Regions from separate parts of the Sus scrofa genome. Here region 1 is linked to region 2. A link is a contact called in public Hi-C data. All regions are on one chromosome and are shown on one strand. Each heading gives the region's core, a stretch centred on a gene start, on an enhancer-like site or on the middle of the called end of the contact. The rest is flanking DNA. Distances are from core to core; before and after follow the strand shown. Region 1 has its middle 33 kb from the start of PSEN2. Region 2 overlaps ITPKB (inositol-trisphosphate 3-kinase B).

Region 1 (4,990 bases), core at 1,116-3,615, 150 kb after region 2:
GAAAGGCAAGTGACAGGTTTATGTTGATGTTCCAAGATCACCCACCGTGTGGTTCAGTGGTGGCTGAAGGTCAGGTCCATGACAGGCTGATAATTCACCTCCACATGAAATTTCCCATGGCCCCTTCTGGTCTGGAGAGTGTGCGTGATGCCCCAGGAATCGTCCCAGGGGGTTGTCCACACTTGGGGGAGACCTGAGCATCAGTCTTGGCTTTTCCAAACCTAATGGGCCTATGAAATAGGCTGATAACTCAGACAAAAATTGATTGATTTAACAAACACGTTTTTTGCTTTTTTTAGGGCCCCATGTGAGACATATGGAGGTTCTCAGGCTCGGGGTCCAACCGGAGCTACAGCTGCTGACCTACACCACAGCCACAGCAACGCCAGATTCAAGAGGTGTCTGTAACCTACACCACAGCTCACAGCAATACTGGATCCTTAACCCACTGAGGCAGGCCATGATCGAACCCGCATCTTTGTGGATACTAGTTGGGTTCTTACCCTGCTGAGTCACAATGGGAACTCCCTAATTACTTATGATTTCTTATGATTCTGTAGCTTGGTTGGGTTTGGCTGGGCAGTTAACTCTTCTGTTCTGCATTGAGTTGGCTGAGGTCACTCCTGTGGCTGCGTTTAGCTGGGAGCTTGGCTGGAGCTGGAACGTCCAAGATGCCTTTGCTCACACGTCTGGCTCCACAGCTGGGGCTGGAAGACCGGGCCTCTCCCCAAGCAGGCTCTCGTCATTCAGCTTTCTGGCCTGAGATTATTTATTCATGGTGGCCCAATCCCAAGAGGCCAAAAGCAGACACTCTCAGGTCGTGTAAGGCCTGGGCCTGGAACTGGCAGCGTATCACTTCCTGCACATTCTTTTGGTGAAATCAAGTCACAAGGGGGAGATCAATTCAAGGGGAGGAGAGAGAACTTTCCATGGCTTGCTGAGAGGGGTAGTGTGAGGTCACTGGGAGGATGGAATTGTTGGCGCCATCTTTGAAAACAATTTACCACACTAATGAAAGAAAGCAAGTCCACAGAGGGATAGATTTCATGTGGCTCCAAGAGCATACAAATAGCAATTTTTTCCATGTTAAAATTGTCTCATGCTGTCCCCTTGCAGGATTTTAGGGATCATCTAGCTGCTCTAGGATCATCTAGAACTCTATTGACTACAGTATAGTCTCATTAAAGTCAAACCCTTTAGAACTAATCTATACCTTAGAGACACTATAGTGGCAGAAAGCTGATCACTAGTTGCTTGGAACTGGGGTTGGGGAGGGGGAGATTGACAGCAAAATGGTGTGAGGAAACATTTGGGATGATGGAAAATATTCTATGTCTTGTGTATGGCAGTGGTTACACAATGAGTTTGTCATAACTCATTCAACTGTACACTTAAAACAGGTGCATTGTATTGCATGTAAATTATACCTCAATAGAGGTGGTTCCCCCCAAAGTCGAAGCAGACTTACTAAGAATAATCAGAAAGGCTGAGTTTGAAGAGTGGTTAAATACAGCCAATGTTAGGGGTATATTATATTTACAAACAATAGCAAATTCCTTCGGGAGGGAAAGGAAGCCAAGGGCTAAAGGGGATGTTTTGTTAGTTCCAAAGCAGGATACGCGTTACCAGGTCCTCCTGCTGGAATACTTAAAAACACGTTTGCTATCATTTTCAGAATGTCAAGTAGGTGATTCTTGGGATTTTAGAGATTATTGAAGAGTGACTACATCCTGCTTCCTGGGGTACGGGAAGGGCTGGGGTCACCTCAGAGCAGAAACCAACAATAAAACGTGTTAGATCGTCTCAGAATTCAACCGCCCCGGCTTTGGGGAAAACTGCCTCAGGACTTCCTACCTTCAGGCCGCAGGATCCCACCTCGCAGGTGATCTGTGTAAAGCTTACACATTATTCAGGTTCTGAGTATCAAGTTGGATTCTAAGAGTGTTAAGAAGGCTGTCTTGGGGAGTTCCTGTCATGGCGCAGTGGTTAATGAATCCAACTAGGAACCGTGAGGTTGTGGGTTGGATCCCCGGCCTTGCTCAGTGGGTTGAGGATCCAGTGTTGCCGTGAGCTGTGGCGTAGGCTGCAGACGCGGCTTGGATCTCACATTGCTGTGGCTGTGGTGTAGGCCGGTGGCTACAGCTCTGATTAGACCCCTAGCCTGGGAACCTCCATATGCCGAGGGAAGGGGCCCTAGAAATGGCAAAAAGATTAAAAAAAAAAAAAAAAGAAGGCTGTCTTGGGGGAACTGGGGGTGTGGTGGGTAGGTGGATATGCTAAGCGAGTTCCATTTGTCAAATGCCTCCCACCTGGCCACAGGTAAGAGCTCCAGGGGCTGCCCAGCGCTGAGATCCAGCTCCGGAGAAAGAGACAGGCTTGGGTGAGCCGTAGCAGGAACACTATTTAGCCTGTCTGTGTGGTACAGAGGCAGACCAGGTATGTTCACATCAGAAACGCCATGCACCTGGTGCAGGTGTGGAAAGGTACAGGGATCCTCCCCCACGGGTGAATTGGGTGGCTGTGGGGACAGGGGATCGTCACTCAAGGAGCCCTCGATTGGAAGGTTGGCCCTTGCTCTCCTGTGTTCATCACATCTACCAAGTGGTTGGTTGGACCCTGAGATAGAGACCTTTCCTTACAGCCTCTGCTTTACGTGAACATGCACTTGGGGAAGAGAAGCATTAACTAGACTTTATCGTTCACATAGAACTCACTGTGTCCACACCTGCAATGATTTCAGTCAACTGCAGCCATATCAACAAAGCACCATTAACATGGACCACTGATTTCTGTATTGCACTGGGCAGTAATTTTAGTTACTATAAGCATTCTACTTGAACTTTTAACTGGTAGGGTCAGGCCCAGAGCAAGGTCTCTCTGGAGCTAAACTTCCCAGGGTAATGAATAAAGCACACACAGCATTAAGGAAGGGCAGATGTGTCCACGACATCTTTCCAGCTTCCTTCTAGAAAGGGTTCCTTGGGAATGTACGTTTTTTTTCCTCAATGGAATTAGCTCATCAGTTCATGTTCTCTTTACCTTCGCCCCACCCCCGAATCAAAACTTGAAACTAATTTCATGGGAAACTGCTCTACTAAAGGGATGTTGGAAAGGATCTGATCAAATACTTACATTGATTACTATTAAACTACAAATTAAGGACCCAGTCTTAAGGTTTCCCTTCTAGAGACTTCGGGTGAGCATATTTTAGTCTTAAAGGAATAAAAATGGATAAGGGTAGATCTTAGGCATCGGTCATCAGAAAACCTTTCCTTGACAATATTTTGTAAGGAAAAAAAAATCTTCCCGGCACTAGCGTTCTTCAAATGAAACCATATAAAAACTACTCTGCCTTACTTGTTTGTCCCTTAGAAGATCCAAGCAAATACCGTCAGCATCCCCTGGAGGTGGTGGGATCATCCAGTGATGCGGATTTGATGTCACAGCAGCTAAAATTCCTTTGCCTTCCTGAACATCCATTCACAGTTTCCACTTATTTTAGGCTCCTTAAATTCTCAAAAGTCTTACATGAGATTTAATTTGGGGGTCAAGACCCTTTTTTAAGCACTATTTATTTAGTTATGCATGGGGCGGGGGGTTCAACCATCTCGATTCAGGGTTTCCAGCACATCCTTAGGAGCAAAGGCGCGATATAAAATCTCATGCACAGAGGCACTCGCACAGCACCTCTGGTTTCCCAAGTGCTTGTAAACTGTCAAGTGACTCAGAAATACCAGGGACTCATCCTGACAGAGTCCAGAAGGAAAGGATGACTTCATCTGAAGCCGACCCAAAGAAGAAGGCACATCTGTCATCTCCCGGACAGTGTTCCAGGCGGAGCCTGAGCTCCTGGAAGCGGGATGTGTGTCAAGGCTCAGCTCACATCTGGCTGCCTCATCCAGGGGAGCTCTCAGCCCCAGAAAAGTCAGGAATGCTTCAGGCACTGCTCCCCAAACCGGAAATGAGGCCTGGCTAGCCCCTGGGGGAGACCTGACTCTGCTGCTGCTAGCAGCTCCCACCTGCATCTGAGGAACCTAGGTTAGTCATTCCTCACCTCCCCCAGGTGGGCCCTTTGGCAGCCTGAAAAAACCCATCTGAAGCTCTCCTTGCTCATTATCTGGACCCTGGTGTCTCTCCACGGCTGCTCAAGGCTTAAAGAGGACCAGCTGTTCTGCGGCTGCCCTGATGCTCTACAGCTGTAATTGGGAACCAATGTGCACTTGGGCCTCCATCGCTTAATCCTACTGAATAATTCTGCCTGGCTGGAAAAGCAAAATGCTTCGCCTTCCAGCTGCTAAAATTGCCCAGCTACTTGACACCTTCCAGCTGCTAAAACTGCCCGGCCACTTACCACCATAGCATGAGGTGATGTGTCAGCCACCCTTCCTTCCATCACTCCAACCTCTTCTTGCCAACAAACAAACAAAAAAATCCACAGTCTAAGTAGTGAGCTGATTTATTGAAGGATATCGTGTGGCTTACAGAATTTCCAGGAAGTCCAGAAAATCATGTCTGGAGGCTCTACAGCCTGGAGCAACCCAGATCATCTTCCCACCACTGCTGGCGTGCAGGTGCCGTTGGCATATTAGATACCGAGATAGGACACCATCACCAGGACCTCTGCCCCTGTCACCCCTGTGGCTCTGAGATCTCAATGATTGCTCCACTGAGCCCCCAGGAAAGAATTCCTCCAGGTGCTTCTCACAAAGGTACATCTGATTGGCGATGCCTGGGTCACTTGCCTGTGACCTAGCTGCAAGGGGTCCTGGGAAATGTAGTTCTGGCCTAAAAGACTAATAATAAGAAAGGTATTTATCCAAAAGATGTTAAAGAGTCACCAATATGACCCATATGCACTTTACATGGCCCTTTATTTTAGTCACAATTGTCTGAAAATAGGCATTATATATATATTATTAATATATATCATTCACTTATTTTAAATCTGCTATTTAAAAAAATTGAGATGCAGTTGATTTACAATATTACA
Region 2 (5,593 bases), core at 1,762-4,261:
AACCTGACTCATATCTGTAAGGATGCGGGTTCGATCCCTGGCCTTGCTCAGTGGGTTAAGGATCCGGCGTCGCTATGAGCTGTGGTGTAGGTCGCAGACTCGGCTGGGATCCTACACTGCTGTGGCTCTGGTGTAGGCCGGCAGCTACAGCTCCAATTCGACCCCTAAGAACTTCCAGATGCTGCAAGTGCGGGTAAAAAGAGGAAAAAAACAAAAAAAGAAACTTTGCAGATTTAAAAGTTTACTTAATTGGACCCCCCACACCTGTGGGTTGTCATAGCCCCAATGGATCCTCCAGCTTCCAAAGAGTCCCCAGCCCAACCCCACCCCAGACAGCCCCTGAGGGCTGGGGATGGGAAGGACCACACCCAGCACCCAGCACCATGGTCTCAGGGCCTTTATTCAGGAAGGTACAGAGCATCTGCGGTCTGGTTAACAGGCACTGGGGGGGAGGGGGAGGGGTTGTAACAGCTCAGTTTTCTCCGAAGGTGTCTCCGGAAGAGGGGTGCTGAGGCCAGGAGAGCCCTCTCCTCCAGAAAAAGGCACTGGCGGGGGTGTGCCCTCTGCTTCTTCCCAAGCAAGGGCCTGGGTTACTCTCTCTCTCACACACACACACACACACACACACACACACACAGGCCAACCGGACGCAGAGACACTCAAAGCTAAATACAGCTAATGGTGGAAAGAGTCCATGGTGGTGGGTGAGGTGGGGGGGGGGGGAGAACAGTGGCCAGGGCTGCATCCGGGCTCTCTTCACAGGGCGGGAAAGGAAGTTCAGAAAGAAGGCAAAGCTTTAAAGGAGAAACAGAACCAGCCTCTCAGTCTTAGTGTTTTGTGCAATTAAAAAAACCCGACAAAATAAATATAAGTTAAAAACTTCTTACATGACACTAAAGGCACATCTGGGACAAGTAGGTGAGAAACCTCCTTCTACTGCTGAGCAGTGCTGAACACTGAGAGCCCCCCCCGGGGGGGGCCCTCCCCCCAGGAACACGGCAGGAAGGGCGCCTGCTCACCTGTGCACAGATGCACACAGCTCATCCCACCCTCCCGGCACCTTCGAGGCCAGGACCCAAGGAGTCCCCGCCTGAACCCGGCTGGCTGGGGATGGTTTTCAGATGGCCTGGGCAGGGCCTCTGGGAAATGCCAATCCAGGATCCATCTCTCCTGCCTGGATGAGGGAGTGGGGATTAGAGGGGAGGATGGGTAGAGAGAGTAGGTGCAGAAGAGGAGAACTAGCACAGGAAATACAAAACCCCAAACCCCTACTAGAATAACCCTAGAAAGATGTCACTTCCTACCATTCACGAATACAATGCCACCCAAAGCCAAGGATTGCTAATGAGGGGTGCTGTGGGCCTCCTTTGATAAACGGATCACCTGCATCTTAGCACATTGTTTGCAAACAACCGGTGCCTGCTGAAAGTGCTTGGAAAGTTTGTTCTTTTAAATCGGTTTCAGCTGGTCGCCTGTAAGTTTTGTTCATTGCATTCATTTGCTTTTGCAAAATTTTGTCACAGCTAGACTGCCGGGGTGGGGGCACGTGCTTGCCAGCCCACAGCTGGAGAACCTCTCCATCAGAAAGAAGGCTCTCTCTTCCCTGCAGACAGCGGCAGCACAGACCCCACCCCCACCCCATGACCCCGAGCTGGCTTTGGGCTTTTGCCTCCTAGGGTCACGTGGTGTCACAGGTCTCCCGAGCTCAGCCGGGTGGGGGTGTGACCCCCACAGGAGCTCACTGCTGTTTTGAACAAGAGCCAGGAAGTTTGAAAGTGATTTCCTCTTTGAAAAACTGTACTGAGACATCCTCATGGGTCCCACCTTCCGGCCCCACCAACCGTCACACCCAGAGTGAAAAGGGAAAAATGCACATGTCACATGAGCAAGTTGACAGTTCCCCCAGGGACGCCGAGGTGACAGGGGGCAGCCCAGGAGGCCCTCCCTCTAGATGGCACACACGCCGGGGGACACTCTTTCCATGTGTCCCTGGAGCAGCTCCCTGCAGAGCAAGGGGCCTGACCTCCGGTGGCCAAGGAGGGCACTTGCGCCACCGCTGCTCTCAAGGGCCAAAGAGCCAGAGTTTTGTTCTTTACAAGTCTCACAAAATTTACACTCTTCTCAAGAATATAGACCTACTTGCTTTACAATTAAAATAAGACTTACAGGTGTTCCCTGTGACTCCTCGAGCCACCTAGAGATGCCAGGCAGAGCTGCCCAGCACCCAGCTACGTTCTCTGGAAGCTGCCCACCAGGCATTGGGGAACATGGCTAAACCCTGCAGGCTAAGACCTATTTCAGGGGGAAAATGAAGCTGGTAAGGCAGCCTCCTGCTTCCTCCCTACTGGGCACTGGCCTGAGGCTCTGCCCCGTGACCAGTGGGGACTCTGGATCTCACAAGAGCCCCATGTGTGCAGCACGTTGGACCAGCTGGCTCCAGGAGGTGAGGAGATGAGGGGACAAGAGAGGAGTGTCCCCTGCAGCCTGTCCTTCTTCCCCTGAGGCTGCCTGGGCCCTGGTCCACTGCCACCCAGGCCCCAGGACCTTGCCTGGCTCCGGGGGGTGGGTGATACTCCTGGAAGCTCAGGTTTGCAGAATGTCCCTCTGAATTTGTAGGCAAAAATCACAGATGGAAGAACACCACTCCTGCCTGCCCTCTCCTGGGAAGGCCAATGTCAGAGAGCATGGTCAAGTTGGAGCTGGACCCCTCTTGGCTCCTGGAGTTGTTCCAATGCTAGAGAATTTCAGTACCGGATGGGTGGGGTTCCCTGCTTTAGCAGCCCTGCAAAGGCCACGGCAGCATCTCTGGGAGTCCCCAGGCTGCCAAGCAGAGGGTACTTAATTGATGGCCAACATGCTAGTCCTAGGGGTGCTGTGCCCCAACTACCAGAAACCTGGCGCCAGGTACCTGTTTTTACAGCCAGGCACCCCTCCCCCCTTCCCCAATCTGGGGAGCGGAGAGGATGAGGCAGAAACGGGGCTACGCCTTAGAGTGGCGCCACCGGCACCGGCCACCAGGGGGCAGCAAGCCCCCACAGGTAGCCTGCCAGAGGCTGGGGCTCTTCGTGATTCTACCACCACCTGAGCCTCCTTCCAGATCGAAACCCAAGTGGCCTCCCTGCAGGCAGCTGAGCCTGGATTGGGGCATCTCTCTACTAGTAGGAGCTCCTATTGAGAACGCCAACTAAAATCCCCAGCTCCAAACCCTTCAGTGAGGGGGTAAGTAGAAAAATCTCATCTCGTCTGCTACAAAGTGTCTTGTAGTGCCTGCCGATCCGGAGGGTCAGTTCTGGGGTTTGCACCCGGGTGGAAGTGAAGGGGAAATTCGGAAGGAGAAGGGACGCAGGGGGGAGAAGGGTCGGGACGGCGGTGAGGTGGGGCGCGGGGCGGTTTCAGCGCGCGGGGCTCCCGGGCACATTTCCGTCAGGATGTCGATGAGGTTGTTCAGGCCCGAGAGGTAGCCGTCCTCCCGGTTCCCCTCCTGCCACGGGATGTCGTGCTGCAGGGTCTGGCCCTCGGGCAGGGTGTGGTTTTCCCAAAGTCGATCATCCACACCTTGGCCTGTTCCTTCTTGTCGTGGATGAAGAGGAGGGAGCTGCCGATCACCTGGAGGGGGGCAGGGACATGAGGCGGGGAGGGGTTTGGGCCCCGCCCTGCCCCCCACAGCCGGCCCCCCAGGGGGCTTGGAAAAGCCTGAGGCTCAGTGAGCTGGACAGAGAGCACTATTTTGAGCCCACAGCCAGCCCTGGGACTTTGCCACACCCCTTGGAGACTCTGACTTCTCCCTGTCACCCCGAGGGGGAGGCGCCAAGGCGATGCCACATTCCTACCTGGGCAGGGGGCAGGGCAGGTAGAGGACCCTGTTCAGGCACCCAAAGCCCAGGAACAGGATGGGCAGTCAGGCCCAGGTCACCCCCATCCAGCAGCACACAGGGCCTGGGAGGCTGGTCCCTGCCAGGCAAAGAAGGTACCAAGGGCACCCCCTTCGCTGAGGGCCAGGTCAGGACGCCTGCCTGGGGTAAGGCACTGTCCCACATACAAGCCCGAAGGAGACAAGACAAGAGCGTGTGGGAAGGAGCTGAGGTGTCATCGTCACTCTCAGGGCCCTGGGCAGGACGGGGCAGACCTCCTGGAAGCGCTGAGCCCAGGGAAGGGGCATGTACTGCCCAGGTGGAAAAAAGGCAGGAGCTCCAGCTAACGTGGCCCCTCGCTAGACCTGAGGTTTCCAAATGAAGCTCCAGAGAGAATATTAGGCAAAACAAATTTTCAGGAAATAACAGCAAAGGGCTAAAGAAGGGCGGGCAAAAGCTTTGGGATGATGCCTGGGGCTGTCTGGGGTGGGGGATGGGGGTACAGCTGGGCCCCTGTGTGCCGTGTGCACCTGTGTGCTGTGTATATGCATGTGTGTGTGCATGTGTGTGCCTGTATGCATCTGTGTGCATGTGTGCCCTGTGTTCACATGTGTGTCTGTGTGTGCCTGTGTGCATGTGAGTATGTGTGTACACACGGGCTTCCCAGCATCAGGCCTGATGTTCCTGTCTGCCTTCTGCCCCTGCAGACAAGGCAGGAGCCAGAAAAGTTCCAGCTCTGCTCCAAGTGGTACCCAAAGACCTGCCTGTCCCTCCTGTGGATCTCAGGGTGGTGACAGGAGGCTACTTGGCTACTGGAGCAGCTCGGAGAACCTCTGCCCTGGGACCCTAGGGCGTGTGGGACACGAGTCCTGCCACAGTCACTTGGAGCGGGGGCGCCTCCGGAGCTGGCCGGCAGCAGAAGGAGAAAGAGGGAGCTGACCGTGGCGCTCGGGCAGGCCAGCCGCGGGGTGGTCCCAGGGAGCCTGGCCCAGACGTGTCACAACGAGGGGCTGATCTGGCTGCAGTCATCCTAAAAATGTCGCTGGGGGCTTTCAGAACAAGCAGGTCCGCCAGCGTGGGGTCAGGCTCACAGCCCAGTAGGTGTGCCCGGAGGTCGTAGTGACCACAGAGCCCAGCGTTCTGCCCACAAGGACACAAGTCTAATGCCTACCTCATGGCATTTGAAGAAGGGTGAGACTTCTAGGGTGGCCCTTATGTCCTTCAGCCGGTCCCGGTAGGCCATCTGGGAACAGAAAGAGGAGCAGATTTTTAAACACTTGAGGCAGGAGTGGGTTTTAGGCACTATTTGGCCCATTAGCATCACTCAGTGTCTGCGGGAGACCCTCACGCCCCTATTACTTCAACCTCCTTATCTAGAAATGAAGATACTGAGGCCCAGGGACGGGGGCCTCCGAGCCCTGGTCCCACACTTCCTCCACTCCACAGGAGGTGCTGAGAGGGACAGTGCCCAGGCAGCCAGGCGGCCTCCTGGAGCCCCTCACATGCGGGTTTAGGTCCTTTTTGGACTGCCAGCAGTGCAGACAGCACCAGAGAGAGCCCGACTGTGGTGTGTGTCTTCCTGACACCAACTTCAGTTTGTGACTTTTTTTTTTCCCACTTTTGGCCACCCTGCAGCATATGGAGTCCAGGGCCAGAGATCAGATCCAAGCCACAATTGTGACCTAAGCCACAGCTGTGGCCCTGTGCTGGGCCAGGGATCAAACTCGTGTCCCAGGACTCCC

What was found. A called contact is a pair of places that touch in the nucleus more often than the background predicts.
Region 1: a contact with region 2 is called in a Hi-C map of retroperitoneal adipose tissue, with 3 times the contacts expected there. The contact joins two enhancer-like sites. A contact is called at or near these places in 3 of 5 promoter capture datasets (fetal liver, fetal skeletal muscle and liver), 33 of 47 Hi-C or Micro-C datasets (adipose tissue, alveolar macrophages, blood and 17 more) and 2 of 2 datasets of contacts at active chromatin or transcription factors (alveolar macrophages and skeletal muscle).

Annotation. Positions count from the first base shown.
Region 1 is chr10:14,508,781-14,513,770 of Sscrofa11.1, forward strand. No RefSeq gene overlaps it. Among named protein-coding and RNA genes, the nearest start is that of PSEN2, 33 kb to the right of the region's middle. Within about 2 kb of position 2,366, at least 15 of the 83 cell types and tissues checked have an H3K27ac peak or open chromatin away from gene starts, as enhancers often do. A contact at or near this core is called in retroperitoneal adipose tissue, where this site is marked.
Region 2 is chr10:14,362,655-14,368,247 of Sscrofa11.1, forward strand. ITPKB (inositol-trisphosphate 3-kinase B) reads right to left here. Exons shown (of 10, transcript XM_021064414.1): 8 at 5,023-5,094; 9 at 3,525-3,606; 10 at 229-3,522. The coding sequence ends at 3,284. Among named protein-coding and RNA genes, the nearest start is that of STUM, 70 kb to the left of the region's middle. Within about 2 kb of position 3,012, at least 11 of the 83 cell types and tissues checked have an H3K27ac peak or open chromatin away from gene starts, as enhancers often do. A contact at or near this core is called in retroperitoneal adipose tissue, where this site is marked.